Linked DNA regions of Sus scrofa: region 2 is linked to region 1. Evidence: chromatin contacts called from public HiChIP or PLAC-seq data. All regions are on one chromosome and are shown on one strand. The core of a region is the stretch at or near the end of the contact, and the rest is flanking DNA. Distances in the headings are between cores, read along the strand shown. Region 1 overlaps LPP (lipoma-preferred partner). Region 2 overlaps TPRG1 (tumor protein p63-regulated gene 1 protein).

Region 1 (4,274 bases), core at 943-3,442:
AGAACCCTACAATGGAAATAATAGGGAGGAGGACTTTCCTTTGCAATCTTCAAGGGCAGAACTAGGACCAGAGGTAGACCTGGGGTGCAGCAGGTTTCACCTGAATATAGTAAAATATCTTTTAATCCAAAAGAAATACAAGTGACCCTACAAATAAAACATATTCCCACCTCCACCATATGTTAAAGCCAAAGCAATCTAATGGCTGCCTGAGAGGACAGATCTATACCAGGGACACTGCTACCAAGACTTATGTTTTTCCAGAGAGTTGAGGGTTATATTTTGTTTGTTTTTTCATTGTGTGAACATATGTTTCATATCTCTTATTAAATGTGTGCATTTGGGCATTTTAGCTTTATTCCCCTGCAAAAGGGACCTTCTCCCACTGTATTTTCTAACCTGCTGTTATGCTTAAAACTATCAGTGTTTGTATATTTAATTTGAGCCACCTCAATAAATGTCATACTTATCATTTATTCAGTAAGTAGTCATTGAATGCCTCATTTGCACCTCAACCACGTTAGACACCATGAATTGAATGGTGACCAGCGAAGAGTTCCTGCTCTTGAGGTCAAATTGGCTAGTTGGCAAGGTAACTCTGATGATGCCTCCCTAGAAAAAACATTTGTTTAATTTGTTTTTCTGTTTGTTCTTCACCATTCCTTTCCAGAGACTCCTAACTCAAAAGTGGTTAAGGAAGAGGTCCTATTTAATGACAACTGGTTACCATTCAAGCGATGTGATCAGATTGTTACAGATTTTTCCTCCCTGAGGGCACATTTTTAAAACTTTAAGTACTAACTAAACTCCATGGCTAAAGATTATAAATTCCTAAGATTAAAAAATATGTCCACATTTTATGAGAGCAGATTTCTAATCAAAATAAAGACAAACTTTCCAAAAACTCAGAACTGTCCAAAGACAGAAAGGGCAGTTTCAGTTTCACACACTAAAAATATTCAAGAAAAGCATGAAAAACATCTTGTTAGACGTGATAGGAACTCAAGTATCAGAGGAGAGATTGGACTGTCTCAGTGGTTCTAAGACTTGGAAAATGTTTTTAAAAAAGAAAAGGTGCCTATCCTAGACCAATTATATTAGAATTATCTGAGAGTGAAGGCCAAGTCTCAGCATTTTTTTAAAGTTCCCCAGGTGATTCTTGCATGTCGTGAAGGTAGAGAACTACTGAGACATTTAAAGTCCTCTGCAATATAGCACAGGTTGTGTTCTAAAAAGTTTGTGGATTTTTAAGCCCTTAAGTAAGAGTACAACACAGCCATAAAGTGGCACAGGCTCTTCCACTTTAGGAAGGTCATCAAGGAGAAAAGCACTGGGCAACAATATTGCCTATAACAAGTCCAAGTTCTAAGATGTGCTCATGAGGGAGAAAAGCTAGAACTATCAGTAATTTACTGGATACAGACAGAGAAAGGGAGACACACATTTTGAGATTCCAGAGACCATTATTCCATCAAGGTCTCTATGGAATAGTTGTACTAAGATATGCATTTTAGGTTATTAGGAGTTCTTGCTTCTTTTCTTCCCTTTATATATGTTTTTAAACAGAACCCCCCCCCCCAATCACAATCTCAACTTTTGTAAAGTTGCAGTTAAGTTAATGAAATGTTTGCAAAATTCAGTGGGATTTTGGGAAGACTGGCAGGAGAGACAGCTTAGTAAAATTATAATATCAAAGCTAAGGCAGTGGCTTTGGTATTGAACATAGTTCTACCAAAGGCATAAAAAGCAAGGGTATAATAAGCTCATGGCCCCCACTGCATGCCTATGATTTCCAAGTACCATAAAATGCTAACACTATAACACCAGAAAACATCCTATTTTTAGTACTTGAGGTTGTTTTTGAAAATTGCCATGCCATTGAAACTTTTTTTTTTTTAAACTACATCTTTTCCATCCCTTCACATAATGATCATTGACCAAGATACCCTAGAGCCAAACGCAAACAGTGACAGCAAGGTTGGCAGAACCTGGGAAGGGAAAAGTCCACCTATCCCCTTCAGTGGCTCAGAGGAAGAGAAAGGTAAATGGGGAATAGAAAGGTGAGTACATTGGTCATGGCCAGAGTGAAAGCTGGCATTGGCCCCAAGAGAAAAATGCAGAAGTTCTGACTCTCAGCCCTTATTGCAAACCACCCGTCATTCTCACTTCCCCTGCCAGCAGAGCTGACTTTTGCCAGGGAGGGAAGAACTAGTTTCACAAGCAATTATCATAATAAGAAAAAAGGGTGGGGTATGAGGGAATCATAGGCACAGTGGATTGTTTTTTGACTATAAGATCACTGTCAGGCTTTCAAAAGAAATGAATTTGTTCCCTCAACGTTTTACTAGACCAGTTTATAATAAAAATCAAATCAGTAAGTATGACTTGCATTGATATAGCTGAACCTTCGACTCAGGAATACGAAAAGCTCCAGAGGATGGAGAGAGGCAAACTTGACCTGAACAGTTAAGTTGCAAAAACATAAAAGCTATCATAAAAGACACCACAAATGAGCTAGGGCAGGAAAGCAAATACGGATTTTCTACAGCCATTAATTGCCATATTACCATTATTATCATTACATAACACAGTAGCATATGGGCAGTATTAAATGGTGTATTTTCCAAAGAGAGTCTGGCCAACTGGGTTAGGCAATGGCCTCCTTGAATCAAAACCTATCGCTCCTTGAGGCTTGCATAGCTGCCTTGATTAAACACAGTGGCAGGCTCCACAGTTGAACGGACGATTCTTCTTTTTTTGAAGGGAGGTAGAATAGAGTAATTGCCAGATGTTTGCAATTTTAGCTATAAAAAGATGGCTGCTTTCCATTCCTGAGTATGTTGAATCTTTTTTTTTTTCTTTCTACCCAAGCTATTGTGGTTCACTAAAATAGGCCACTGCACTGATGAATCATCATTCAAAACTGCATTAATGGAAGCAGAACAAATATGACATTTTAAATTCACATATAAGAGGAATAAGTAAAAATGTATGGGTAATAATTACATGCCAGGCAATAGAAAGCATATTATAGTATAAAGGACTCAGGAATCTCCTTGATTGCTTTGTACCTGTAGAACCGGGTACAAGCAGTTTCATCACAGAACTTCCATCGCCTCAATAATCAAATGTGAATGAATATCTGTGTGGCCTCCCTCTCAGAGGAAAGAACCCATGCCTTATCCATCTCTATGCCTCACCTTATAAATGCACTGCCCAGAGGAGATGTGCAAACAAATATGAACATGTTATCAAAACCATATATTGTGATATAATTGTGTCTACATGTTATATTGTACAGTCATTGCATTTTTTAATGTAATTATTAGAACCCCCACTTCCATCACCACCAAATTCTCAGTTCTCTTTTTAGACTCTACCTCCTAATATGGCAAGAGGAAAAGGGAAAGCTGGCTTTCATTTAACCAACATTGATATAAATGGCTTGGGAGACTGGTGACCTCTAAAACAGGGGAGGTTATCTTTCTTAATGAGTGGAGTTAAGCATCTCTTTGAGGATCTGATGACATATGGACCCTCTCCCTGAAAAAGTTATACACATAGACCAAGAGTAAACACAATTTTAAGAGACTGGCTAAATTTCAAATATGAATCCCAGAGATGAATAGGACCCAAGATAAAATTCCTAGCAAATCAATTAATTATTTTCCTGTAATGATATAATTACTAACATCTCTAAAATCTCTCTGCCTCATTTGATAATCTGGAAAACAAAAAAGACTTTTTAAATTAATAAAAATCACTGGTTTACTTTATAGTTTTCATTACATAATGTTCACTTACATTATTATCTATAATACTAATTCAATAAAAAAAAATGCTCCTTCTTTGGGAGCTCCCATCATGGCTCAGCAGTAACAAACCCAACTAGCATCCATGAGGACTAGGGTTCCCTCCCTGGCCTCACTCAGTGGGTTAAGGATCTGGCGTTGCCATGAGCTGTGGCGTAGGAAAGTAGCTGCAGCTCCAATCCAACCCCTAGCCTGGTAATGTCCATGTGACTCAGTTGAGGCCCTAAAAAGCCAAAAACAAAACAAAAAAAAAAAAAACAAAAAACAAAAAACAAAAAACAAAACCCTCCTTCTTAAAGAGATACCATAAAAATGAATCCTTTCTTCTTCTATATTGATATAGTTCAAGTAACGTTTCTCTCCGAGAAAGGTGTTTTGCATTCAGAAAAAGGACCTATCAACATAGTATAATTTAACAGGAATAAAACAAGATAATCCTAAAGTGTCAATTAGCAAAGCATT
Region 2 (4,274 bases), core at 1,083-3,582, 750 kb before region 1:
CACTTAGACTTCAATCACACCTTTTTTTTCCCCCAATGAACTCTTGGAGAAAACATCAAATTTTATATTTCTAATATTATTACAATTTTAGTTTGGTTGGCAATAATATTCAGAAGAAGTAGAGAAGTAGAAATAATAATAATGCATTGTATTTGTGCAGTTCATGGAGGTTCACAAAGCCCTTGACTAGCAATACTCTTATTTAATCCTCCTAACAATCCTTTGGACCAAATTCTATTACCCTCATTTTAGAGACAAGAAACTCAGCTCCAGAGATCCTTAAAATGACTTAGGTGCCCTTACACCTAGCAAGCCCTGAAACAAGTATGGAGACACCAATTCCAGATATAATGTAGGTTTTCTCCCTGGTACCCCTCACCTCCCAGTAGAGAACACTTCAGTGTGGTAGGCAAATGTAGTAAAACCCACCTATGGAAGGAGCCGATTTGGTCTATACCACTTCTGGAACGGTTCTCTCTGGGAAATCTCTCCCCCAAAACAACACTCATAACTGTCCCCTCCAGACTTTGACCTCTTCCAGTGCTCCCTATCTTAAGGAAGAACCCTCCTTCCATCCATTATGCAGGTGAGAGATTTAAGAGTCTTTCTGAACTCATCCTATTTCTTCACCTCTCATGCTAAGTCCTAAACATATTACTCCCCAGCATCTCTCAAAACCATCCACGTCTCTCCATCTTTATTTTCACCATCTTAATCCAGTCTGCCCACATCTCCTGCCTGGACTATTGCAACCACCTTTTCATGGGCTTGGGTTACTAGCCACCTGGGCCTGATGGATCTGCATAAACTTTAGTTCCCTCCCAATCTTGTCGCCATACTGCAATGAGGTAGACCTTTTAAAAAAAAAAACACATCCGGCCTTTTACCCGCCTCCCCCTGCCCCCCACACATACCAACTCTGGCTTCAAAAAGTTCAACTGTTTTCCATAGCCCTTATGAGAAATGAAAAAAATCTCACCTGGTCTAAAAAGCTCTGCAGGGTCAGGTCTGACCTATGTCTTCAACTTCATTTCAGGCCAGGCCTCTGCACGCCCTTCTCCTTGATCTTCTTTCAGTTTCTTGGACTTACGATGCCTGCTCCTACTGAAGGGACTTTGCACATGCTGTTCCCTTTGCTGACCATGTTCTTCCTGATCTACTGTACCTACTTAGCGCCTATAGTGCTGAGCTCAATTACTCCTTTCTGTGGCATTACACTTTTCCAGATCTCTGTGACCACTTCTCTTCTTTCTAATATAGACTTTAGAACAGCACATTTCTCCTTCACTGTACTTATCTCAGATGCAATTTTATAGTTACTTCTATGATTACCTAATTAATGTCAGTCTCCTACACTGTACACTTCACAGAGTCAGTTCTTTGCTTTGTGTCTCCAAGGCAATAGGTACCCAAAAAATGCTTCTGAAATGAATTAATGAAAAATTAATGAAGAATTAATCATCTCTGTGAAATGCAACCTACATGCTTTGCCTCATTCTGCTTGAAGAATCCTATACTCGGGTTTACACATTGAAATATGCCCCCATAAAATAGCACATTTTTAAAAAAATCAGTAACATTGGGATAATGTTCATGCCATAAAGTGAGACAAAGCAGAATACAAAATATTACCTTCAGTATAATTCCAATTTTGTAGCAACAACAAAGTACATAGATGAAAATGTTAATACTTATTTTTTCTGAGTGATGGGATTTCCAATGACTTTCACTTCTTCTCATGCTTTTTTTTTTTAGCCAGAGTTTAATTTTTATGATAAACATTCTAGTTTTATGAGAAAAGAGATATTTTGAAATAAAAAATCACTATCCTTCAAGTTCCCAGCTTAAATGCTACCTATTTAATGGCACCTTCCCCTCACGTCCCTCACCTTCAAGTAGATGTCATCTCTTGCCTTTAAATACACAAAAGCCTTTATCAGTGCTTCCATTGTGGTCTTAGTCACAATTTCCTGTACTTGTCCTTCTCTTTCTCCCACATTTGATGAGAGGCCCTCTGGGGGTAAAGACAGCACCTGAGTCCTATCTGGGTCCATTACTGTGCCCAGCACAGAGCCAAAGAGAGAGCAAGGTCTTAGCAAATCAACAGAGTACGGAATAAAAATATTAGAATAATAAGATTCATCTTCTCGGTTATGAGAGCCTGTCTTTCCTGGCAGACGATTTGCCACACCCTTCCACCACACATCCATTCATCCTCAGCTCTCCCTTCATCACCCTTTTGACAGGGAGGGAACCTAGACCTCCTCATGGAAACTGGGAACCTAGTTGCTCCAGGAGATTTGCAGTTTCCTGGGATTACAACAGTTTCGCCAGCAGAGGGCAACAGCGAACTAGCAATGACAGGCGGGACCCATCTGAGGAAGTTTCCAGGACCACCCCCTAACCCCCCAGTTACTCAAATCTTCCCAGATGCTTCCCAGTGGCCCTAGGCCTAACAATACTTTCAGTTGCTCTTTTCAGGCTGTGTCAAATCAATTTGTGGTTTGGAAATAATTTTTCTCCCCCAAATATTTTCTTCTATCATTCCCCCGGACACGTATGCACATGCATGCACACGTGTGTAGGCCGTACATGTGCGCATACCACTCAGTGAGATATCTTCCCTGATATTGAATAGAGTGGTTATACTTGATTTAAAAATCAATCTTCTTTCCTGTGACCCTCTAGCTTCCTAGCACAACCCAGCCCTTGAAAGAAGACGACAGTATATTGGCTAGCCAGGAATCAGCAACTCGGGAGGAAAACACTGAATCATTCATTCCACACATATTCCCTGAGCACCCACTGGGTTCCAGGCTCTAAAGAGAATCCAATTTGGGTTTGCTATTCAAACACAAACAGATGAAAAATGCATGGCACTGAAGCAAAGTAATTTCCCTCTCCCTGAGTTAAGTGAAGTCTTATAAAACCTTTAGCTAAATAACCCACATGCAACTCTTTCAATCATTTGGTTACTCTTTCCCTGGGCCTCTCCAAGTTGTTTAAAATAGGGGACCCTCCAAGTAAACACAGCATTCTAATAAAAACCCGATGTCCATAAACCTTCCCTGTTCCTGTCCCCTGAATTGACTTCCTGTGGTTCGTGTTTTTCCCCACTACTCCATGCAGCCAGTCATGTATCAGGCCCTGTGAGAGCTACCAGGAGTCCTGAGAAAAGCATTCAGCTCTTAAGGGATACATGGTTCTCTGAGATATGGGATGAAATCCCCCATGAAAGAGTCGATGTGGGGTAATAAGACTGGATAATGACAATACAAGTCCACAAGACCACAAACTCAGGTGACTGGATTCCCAACCCACCGTCCCCAGGGCTGAGGAAAAGAAGCCCCAGGCATCTATCCAATGCCCTTAAAGAAGACCCTCTTACCAGCTTTTCATTTCCTGCTATTTGGTGAAGGAAAAGCACAAGTCACAAAGAAAGGACAATTCTTTGGAACATACACACACACACACACACACATAAACACACACACACAAAAAGACTCTCAGGAATATGTATTCATTTCTTCACTATGCCTTTAGCATGTACCAATATAGTACTAAATGTCCCCATAAAATATGGGGAGGATAAACCTGGAAACATTCATTTTTGAATCCACAAAGACTATTTTTTTTCCTGAGTAAGGGAATTCCTACCCTGAAGTTTCATACTGCTCCAGCTGATTGCAGAAAATGCAAAGGTCAACTTTTCCCCTGGAAAAGAATGTCCATGAGAAGGCATCCATCATGCTTTATGAAATAGGAAGGAAGTCATCATGAGCAAAGCAAAGGAAACTCAGAGGAGCAGGAGCTCTAGCAGGAGGGGTAAGGAGAAGCCACATCACATGCTGGAATACCACGATTTCTTTGCAATGTGTGAATGTTTTCACATAGATGGTTATTATCCCCTACTTTACATGGGGAGGAACCAAGCCCCAGTCAAGTGACATGCTTCTAGTATGAACGGCAGGGTCAAGGTGAGAATCCAGGTCTTTGAGACCCCCACCTAGGCTAGGTACATTCCATCTAGCTGCTTCTCCCACTGTACTTTCCCCGTGCAGTCAGGCAGTTGTGCTCTCCCTACCATAGTACCATAAGCAAGAGGCTATTTTAAAAGCTTACACAAAAGAGAAGACTCTGAGCACACTCCATCCTTCTCTCTTTCCCACAAAACCACTGAAGGGCTATTGAATAGCTCTAGTCCTCCAGCACACCAGGCAGAAGGCAGGCACTAACAAGAGGTCCACCCCCTGAGGGGCTCTCTCCTCCCCTCC

The links. HiChIP or PLAC-seq counts read pairs in DNA pulled down with a chosen protein or histone mark.
Region 2: an H3K27ac HiChIP or PLAC-seq map of alveolar macrophages shows a contact between it and region 1. The contact joins two enhancer-like sites. A contact is called at or near these places in 1 of 47 Hi-C or Micro-C datasets (embryonic fibroblasts) and 1 of 2 datasets of contacts at active chromatin or transcription factors (alveolar macrophages).

Annotation. Positions count from the first base shown.
Region 1 is chr13:126,027,324-126,031,597 of Sscrofa11.1, reverse strand. All of the region lies in intron 3 of LPP (lipoma-preferred partner), which reads right to left. Among named protein-coding and RNA genes, the nearest start is that of LPP, 250 kb to the right of the region's middle. Within about 2 kb of position 2,192, at least 7 of the 83 cell types and tissues checked have an H3K27ac peak or open chromatin away from gene starts, as enhancers often do. A contact at or near this core is called in alveolar macrophages, where this site is marked.
Region 2 is chr13:126,781,824-126,786,097 of Sscrofa11.1, reverse strand. The region is part of intron 4 of TPRG1 (tumor protein p63-regulated gene 1 protein); the gene reads right to left. Among named protein-coding and RNA genes, the nearest start is that of TPRG1, 250 kb to the right of the region's middle. Within about 2 kb of position 2,332, at least 3 of the 83 cell types and tissues checked have an H3K27ac peak or open chromatin away from gene starts, as enhancers often do. A contact at or near this core is called in alveolar macrophages, where this site is marked.